Regions from separate parts of the Mus musculus genome. Here all the other regions are linked to region 1. Evidence: chromatin contacts called from public Hi-C and HiChIP or PLAC-seq data. All regions are on one chromosome and are shown on one strand. Each heading gives the region's core, a stretch centred on a gene start, on an enhancer-like site or on the middle of the called end of the contact. The rest is flanking DNA. Distances are from core to core; before and after follow the strand shown. Region 1 overlaps Auts2 (autism susceptibility candidate 2). Region 2 overlaps Auts2 (autism susceptibility candidate 2). Region 3 overlaps Auts2 (autism susceptibility candidate 2).

Region 1 (2,613 bases), core at 65-2,564:
TTTTTTTCTTTTTAAATTAGCAATGAGGACTGCAGGTGCGGTGGATCTAGTGGCAGACGCATGGATGCCTTCCCGCTTCTCTCCAGCAACCATTACCTTTAGCCGCACAGAATTTAATATCAGTTGCTATTTCATTTCCTCACCTCGATTGGCTTTGATGAGTTTTATATACACTTAGAAGCACAACCTAAAATTCCCAGACAAACATGCTCTTTGGGGCATTTTACGGCAGGGTGGGTACTATTTGCCTTTTATGTCAATACTTTTTATGGTCTAGAAGCTGTAGCTGGCGTAGAAGGAAAAGTTGGGTAAAGCAGTTTGGTTAAAACAAATAAAAATAAAGAAATAAAAAATTCCCGTGCGCACGGGTGGGTCCCAGATGTTTGAAGCTGTACCCGGAACCCCTTAAAACTCAATTCGCTAAGGTAGCTCTCCAAAACGGCACCCGCAGGAAGAAGGTGCAAAGACAATTCTCTTAGAAACTTAGGCGCGGGTGAGTTCCTGCACCAGCTAGCTCTCCTTTGCTTCCCCGGGCTCCGCGTGCGCACAAGCGGGAGGGCGGGGACCCGGAGCTCAGCCCAAGGACAGTGACCCGTCAGCAGGCAGCGCCGCTCCAAGGAGCCCTTCCTAGCCCGAGCCGGTGCGGGCATTCCCAGCCTAGGAGTCCAGCGGATCTCCCTTGGGAGCTATGGGTTCACTCCCGGAGGTGGGATCGCCTCTGTTGGCTAGGGCCTCCCCCGGCAGGCACTCACGGCTCACCGGCCGAGCCCAGCCAGCTCAGGGAGCTAGGAAAGTACAAAGGGGAGCGGGGGAGGGGTGGGGGAGGAAGGCCAGGCCCGCCAGACGCCAGCAGCCCGCCTCCGTTACCACCCTGGCCCGGCTGCGGCCGCAACAAAAGACCCCTCGACCCCTGCCTCCTCCCCCGAAACCGCGGACCGCAGGCGAGCCAGCCACCCCACCCCATCCCCCCAACGGTGGTGGTGGTGGGGCAACATTACCTGGTCGCCAGGGGTTCGGCGGTCTTGTCAACCCCAAGTTCATGGTTTGAGTCCTCCGTCAGGTTCTCTCCGGGTGGATCACCACACACCACCGGGAGAGAGCAACCAAAACCCAAGGCAGAGAAAACGCCCAACTCCAGCCGGCCCGGCTAGGTCCACAAGTCTGTGTGTTTTGCTAATTCCTCTCCAAAGTCTCAAAGCTGAGGCACGCGAACCAAATCCGAACCGGATCCTAAACGGCAGCAGAGCCAGCAGCAGCAGCACCCGGCTCCTCCACGGCAGCCAGGAGTCAACGCCGCGCGCGCACATCCAACGCAGCCAAGTCCCGGGCGGGTGGCGGGGAGATGGGGAGGGGGCCCGGCCCGCGCGCTCTCCTGGTTGCTCCTGCGGGGCGCGCGGGGAACCGGCTGGCTTAAACCAGAGGCTCAACTTGGTGCGCCCTGGGGACCTGGCAGGGCTGAAGAGCAGCGGCCCGGGAGCCGCTGCCGCGGCGCGCGGAGCTAAGAACGAGGCGGCTGCGGCGGCGACAGGACAAAGGAGACCATGTGCGGAGGGAGGGAGGAGGGAGAGGGAGGAGGAGGAGGAGGAGGAGGGCGTACGGCGGCAGAGGCGAAAGCAGCTCCCCGGCGGCCGCCTCGGGCTCCCCAACAGCGGGTGCCGCCGGTACGGCACCGCCGCGGGCTGATCTGATGGGTCCTGGGCCCGCTGCGGCGTGGCACCGACACGCTCCGGGAGTCGCAATCTGCCGCGGGTGTTGCCCGCCTGCGGTGTGGAAAGCTGTGGTTGAAGCTGCTACGGGGCGCGCAGGACTAGCTCCGCTCCGGCCTGCCTCTCCCGCCTGTTCCTGGCTCAAGTGAACTCCATCAGGCGGCCCGCCGCCAGCGCCACCGGCTACCCGGGGCTGGATTGAGGGAGAGAAGGGGGGTCCCTGGTAGTGACGCGAGGACACCCCTTTCTCCCACCCTTGCTCTCGCGCTCTGGACTTCGCTGCCCGGATTGTACCGAGCGCGCCTTACTCCTGGCGCTCGCGGCTCTCGGAGCGGGACTTCTCGGCGCGCCCAGCCGGAGCCGCCAGCCGGTGCCACCGCCCCTCCTCCGTCCCGCCCCACGTGCCCCGCCCCTCGCCGCCCCTCCTCTCCACCCTGGCGCCCGGTTGGCCCCGCGGGGGCGCAGTCCCTGGGTGCGACACTGACAGCTGTGGCTCCCACTACATCCCGCCTCCGGTTGCGGACCGGCCCCTGGTCCCCATGGCGCCTTTCCCTCTACGGGCAAGAACCGCGACGCTCCGGTCCTTTTTGCAGTTACAGCTTCCGAGATTTGCTCTAAACCAAGGAGAGGCTACTAGGCCCGTAGCCCGGGGTTGAATTGCCTCTAGGCCAATCTCATATGCAAAGAGTTGGTTCTGAGATGGGGGTGGAGGTCCAGATTCTGGGCACACAGTAGGTGCACAATATAACATAATCTTTGTACTGTCTGACATGGATGGGAGGTTGGGTTCCTAGTCTAGAAGAAAAAGATCTTGATCTAACCCTCATCCCACGAATCACGGTAGGTTTCATGAACTGCCTTCCCTCTGCACAGTTCCTCAAACTATCCGACTTGTGTATACATTCAC
Region 2 (2,613 bases), core at 58-2,557, 200 kb after region 1:
AAGATCACCCCTGGGGTGTCTTAAAAAACCCAAATTGTTGGGGCTGGAGAGATGGTTCAACTGTTAAGAGTGTGACTGTTCTCACAGAGAAGCCCAGTTCAGTTTCCAGCACCCATGACAGATTTAATACTATCAGCCACAAATCTAGTCCAGGGGATATGAGGCTCTTTTCTGGCCTCTCCAGGTACCCACAAGAGTAGATGCATAGCCATATGCAAACACCTACGCACACAGAGTTGTGCTTAAATTAAAGCATTGATAGAATTCACAGAAACGGATCAAGCCAGTCTTCCACAGTGAACCAATGAAGAGCAGGGCCCATAAACACCGAGAGGTTTGCTAACCATTCCAGGCTGTAGCCGAGCCATTGTGGTTATTTAAAACAGGCTTACATTGATGCTGGTTACAAGCTGAATGTACTGGGCCACTCTTATAAAGCTGGAATCTATGTGCGGAGCATGTTTTAAAGACTAGCAAGATATAAAATGATTCACAGAAGCTGTGAGAAGATGCTTGGCTTGCCCACCTTCCCATTCCTTCCCATCTCCTCCCCCTGTATGAGCATCACATGTTATTTGGGTTAATGAAAAACAGATGCCTAGGCATGAATATCTAGGTTGTCTAACTACATTAAAGTGAAATAAAAAGTTCACACACAGAGTAGAAAGAGCCAACTCAACAGCTCCAGGGCCTCGGGAAGGACACACATCTTATAAGCCATGGAGTTTATGGATGAAGCCCCCTGATACCCAATGCAGCACCACTACTCTGAGACTTAATTTCTCTCCATCCGGCTCCATAAAGACAGCGTTCAACTAGAGGGCTTATGGGACTAACATGAAAGGCAAATCTGAGTCACTTTCGGTGATATCTGATTGAATCAGAGGCGGCAGAGGGATCCCAACAGTAGCTGGCCAGACCTGCGAAACTCATTTTTTTTTCCCTTTGCAAACATGTCTGGTTCTACTTACAGTATCTGTACACTGACCTGAAAATGCATGCTAATGTGCTGAAATGTTGGTTACAGGTGGTGACTTTCCTAAAGCCACTTAAACAAAGCCTTCCTCCCCCTAATCCCTGCACCTCTTGTCCCCATTAGCCAGTAGACGTTTAATGGCTGCTGGTTACTTTAAAGAATGTGTCAGTACTCTACACATAGACTGTATCATCCAGAGATCAGTTGTGCTTGTCGGTGAATACTCTGAGTCCTCCACGTTCACCACACTGCCAGGGTGTCTCACTGAACCTATCACTCACCGATCTGGCTACCCTGCCCCAGGAAGCTTCCCGTCTCTGCCTTTCCAGAACTGGGCTTTCAAGCATGCAATATATTTAGCTTTTCACAGGGGTGCTGGGCAGCCAAACTCAGGTCCTCATGCTTGCATGGCATAGAGTCATCTCTCTGGCCTTAAGGTTTATTTTTTTTCGAGAATAAAGACCCCTGGGTCTTGACCTATAGGATCTTTGTCAAGGGCAAGGACATGCAGCTTCCCCTCTGTCCCCAGTTCCTGCTGGTCTGGCAACTCCCTTCCATCATTCCACAGGAATTTTATGGTACATCTGGAATGCTCTTCTCATACTCCCAACCCCTCACACATTTACACACACACACACACACACACACACACACACACACGCACACACACACACACACACACAACCTTCAACTACCGCATGAATGCACCTTCTCCCCAAGATCTGCCTTTACTGTCACATCACAGCCCTCCGGCTCAACAGCCCTCCCTGCTAGTTAATTCCTTAACATCTAAAACACATACATGGACATTACCATTCGTCATGTATTTCAGTGTTCCTATCCTTGTCTCCACACCCTTAGCTCTGCAAAGGCAGCAAAATGATCGGATCGCCAGTTCCTGTAATACTGCCTGACACTGCCTGGGCAAGTAAAACATATTCAGTCTTACTATTTTGTTATTATAATTCTGAGACAGAGTCTCATATAACTTACGTGTCTTGGAATTTGCTAAGTAGCCAGGGATGAACTTGAACGCCCAATCCTCCTACCTCCCCATCCTGAGTGCTGGGATTACAGACATGCATCTAGTTTAGAGATGTATATTTTTTTTTTTTAGAGATGATTGGGAGGCTGGGGAGACAACTTGGCTATTAAACTGCTTGCCCTTGCCATATAAAGATGAGGACCCAAGTTTGGATCTCCAGAATAAAAACCTAAGTATGGTGTGGCACATAATCCTAGTTCTAGGGAGGCAGAAAGAGGAGGATCCTTGGGACTCACTATCAAGCCAATCTTGCTAGCTCTAGGTTCAGTGAGACTCTGTAACAAAACAATAAGGTGAAGAAGGATAGACAAAGGTCTGAAATCACCTTCAGGCCTTCATATATGCACATGTGTGTCTGTATGTGTATGGTGTATGCTTGTGCATGTGAACACACACACACACACACACACACACACACACAAAGACGAACTGGAACTAGGCTTACAAAGCAACATTGAGGAACACAGATACTAAGCTAAAAACACACTACGTAGTGCAGAGTCTCCATGACACCCTTATACTTTGAAGTCTTCAGCATCCTTTGAGAAGGAAACCAAGCCGTCAATTTGATTCTAGCCATATATATACCCCT
Region 3 (2,613 bases), core at 32-2,531, 170 kb after region 1:
AACGCAGCTGATTCGTTTGCTTCCTTTTCACTCAACCCAGGACCCCAGCCAACGACATTTATGGTGTTATCTTCTCCCAATTTAGAAATCCTCTCAGGAGCATGCCCAGAGAATTCTATCTTAGGCGATTCCAGATCTGATATTGACAATCACTATTAACTGTGACAGTGTGAAGCCAAGGACATGAAGGAGGTAAAGGCAGCTTCTATGGACACGATCCTGTCCCACAGCAGAGCCAGCACTCCCCGTGTTGCTTTTTCATCATGCAGGATCCTTGGTTTCATTGTGCAATAAAAACATCTGCTCACAGATACATACAGGGAAGACTATGGAACTATTACCCCATTCGCTTCCAGGTTACTCTGTTCTTGTTAAAGACCATGGTACCCCATTTGAAGATCTGTAAGGTCTTGTACAGTGTGTGTGTGTGTGTGTGTGTGTGTGTGTGCTTGAGCATACCGGGGTGATAGGAAAAAGGGGGAGAACACTGTTAACTTTGTGCGTAAATTCATCCTTTATGCCACCTTAGCTCTGAGGCTGGACGCAATCCAACCTTGAGTCTAGACGGTTCCAGGTTCCACCCAGGACTGCTGACAGGGATTCATGCCGCAGCGAACCCCAAATATACTAGACTTTTAAGAAGTCACTAAGGTTTTCTAACTCGGGTTGTGAGCAAACTGGGGCCCAAAGGAAACTTTTCTTCTGCTCCCTGGCTGGTGCTGGAGGTGAGGTAGACTTTAAATTGGAGCTGTTTTTCTTCCTTAATGGTTATTCGGAGGCGAGGAGGTGGCTTTAACAGTGAGCAAAACAGAACTGTTCCTTTTCCCCCAGGTGCCCTGGGTAACTGAGAGACTTTTGTTATGAGGGTGGGCACAAGACCAAAGAAAATATCACCTCTACTTGTCTATTTACATGAAATAGGCCAAGCGTTTATGCGTTTTTGAATTTAGGGGTAACAGCCACCCAGCATAGATGTTGATGGTCCAAGCACATGAAATAACACAGTAGAAACCTCCTTCAAAGATTACTTTTCTTCAGTGTCACCATGGAAACCAGCCAATATAATCTCTCCACACCTCACTCTGGGGGGTAAGGAATAACAGTGACCAGGGAGGGGGGAAATCAAAACATCGAGAATGCTCATAAATTGTGTTACATGCCAAAACATTTAACAAGAGACATTTTTCCTGGACTTCGGGCTGCCATGTCAACTTGGGATGTTTACTTTTTGAACTGTGTTTGATTTTTCAGAAGTACAAAGGGGAAAAAAAAAGAAAGCAACTTGGGAAGTTTAGTGAAGTCCCTGCTAGGCAATAAATCACCCTGCCGCCTCTAGCTACCTCCAGCCTGTCCTCTTAAGTGGGCTACACAGGAGGCAACCGAGCAGGAACAAAGTGGCTTGTGGGAAAGTGGCAGGGGGCAGCAGAGCCTTGGGATGGGGAGCCAGTTCAAAGAGGAAAGATGTACAAGGAGGGACTCAGGTCCTTCCAAAGCTTTCACTCTGAGTTTGGCACTCATGTCCAGCACAACTGCAGCTGGCATTTCCCCCCGCCATGAGTCACAAACAAACTTCTTATGAAGCTGTGTGTTCCGTTCAATCAACTGGGAGTTTATGGCGCTTTTCAAGAATGGTAAAAGGAATTTAAAAGCCCCGTTGGAGACAGATTCATTGTTAAAAATTGTTAATATTGTAATTTAGGGAAAAAAAATTAGCCTTAGACACTGAAGGAAAGGATAAGAGATTTCCTGATCTGATTTGTGTTAGAGAATTACCCCTTGTGTGAGAAGGCCAGGCCCCTAGCAATGGGTCAGTGTGACCATAAAAAGGCTCATTAATCTTGAGTCTTGAATTCTAGGTCAAAGAGGAAGCCAGGGCTAGGGATGTGGCTCAGTCAGTACAAGTGTTTGCCTAGCTTGGCATACATAACACCCAGACAGAACTTAAGGAAGCTGATTTCAAACCATGTCATTATTCTCATTTATTCATTTCAAACTTGATGGAGTCTATGCTCTCTCTCCTTTCACCTTTATGTGTGGGTCCTAGTGATCAAACTCAGGATGCTAATGCTGTGTAACAAGTGGCCTTTTGTTTACTTAGTTTTGAGACAAGTTCTCGCTTATTATGTATCTCTGGTTGAAAACTAGGATGGCCTTGAGTTTACAGAGATCCACCTGTTTCTGCCTCCCAAGTGCTGGGATTAAAGCTCTGTGCCACCATGCCCCGCAAAGTGCCTTTATTTTAAATTTTAATGTTTTCTTCCCTGCATATAAATCCTGAATACTTCCTGGTTAGTATTTTGGCTGAGAATGCTTCTACTCGAACATTCAGTTTATTTATTTAGTTAGCTCATTTGCTTTTTGGTCATTGAATGTTATTTGATTGTCTGGGATCTTGGCTGTTCTAAATATTGTTCACAGTCCTGCTCGAAACACCTTTGTAATAAGAGTCACAGCACATTATCATAAAATTTCAGGTACACACACTTTTTTTATTTGTGTGTGTGTGTGTGTGTGTAAATCTGCACATGGGTGTAGTACCTATAGAGGCCAGAAGAGGTCGTCAGATCCCCTGGTTCTGGGACCACAGGTAGTTGTGGACCATTAGATGTGGCC

Evidence for each region. Hi-C and Micro-C count contacts between places; a contact is called where the count stands out from the background. HiChIP or PLAC-seq counts read pairs in DNA pulled down with a chosen protein or histone mark.
Region 2: a Hi-C map of the N1E-115 cell line shows a contact between it and region 1, with 2.4 times the contacts expected there. The contact joins two enhancer-like sites. A contact is called at or near these places in 4 of 484 Hi-C or Micro-C datasets (the N1E-115 cell line, Sertoli cells, cranial neural crest and 1 more), 15 of 115 datasets of contacts at active chromatin or transcription factors (craniofacial prominence, differentiating embryonic stem cells, embryonic basal ganglia and 11 more) and 1 of 9 other capture datasets (embryonic stem cells).
Region 3: a contact with region 1 is called in an H3K4me3 HiChIP or PLAC-seq map of embryonic limb bud, with 5 times the contacts expected there. The contact joins two enhancer-like sites. A contact is called at or near these places in 12 of 484 Hi-C or Micro-C datasets (the HL-1 cell line, the N1E-115 cell line, cerebral cortex and 6 more), 12 of 115 datasets of contacts at active chromatin or transcription factors (craniofacial prominence, differentiating embryonic stem cells, embryonic forebrain and 9 more) and 1 of 9 other capture datasets (embryonic stem cells).

What each region holds. Positions count from the first base shown.
Region 1 is chr5:131,536,662-131,539,274 of GRCm38.p6, forward strand. The region is part of intron 5 of Auts2 (autism susceptibility candidate 2); the gene reads right to left. Among named protein-coding and RNA genes, the nearest start is that of Gm29681, 120 kb to the left of the region's middle. Within about 2 kb of position 1,315, at least 172 of the 459 cell types and tissues checked have an H3K27ac peak or open chromatin away from gene starts, as enhancers often do. A contact at or near this core is called in the N1E-115 cell line, embryonic limb bud, muscle stem cells and 1 more, where this site is marked.
Region 2 is chr5:131,734,819-131,737,431 of GRCm38.p6, forward strand. The region is part of intron 5 of Auts2 (autism susceptibility candidate 2); the gene reads right to left. Among named protein-coding and RNA genes, the nearest start is that of 4930563F08Rik, 140 kb to the right of the region's middle. Within about 2 kb of position 1,308, at least 3 of the 459 cell types and tissues checked have an H3K27ac peak or open chromatin away from gene starts, as enhancers often do. A contact at or near this core is called in the N1E-115 cell line, where this site is marked.
Region 3 is chr5:131,710,095-131,712,707 of GRCm38.p6, forward strand. The region is part of intron 5 of Auts2 (autism susceptibility candidate 2); the gene reads right to left. Among named protein-coding and RNA genes, the nearest start is that of 4930563F08Rik, 170 kb to the right of the region's middle. Within about 2 kb of position 1,282, at least 22 of the 459 cell types and tissues checked have an H3K27ac peak or open chromatin away from gene starts, as enhancers often do. A contact at or near this core is called in embryonic limb bud, muscle stem cells and pancreatic cancer cells, where this site is marked.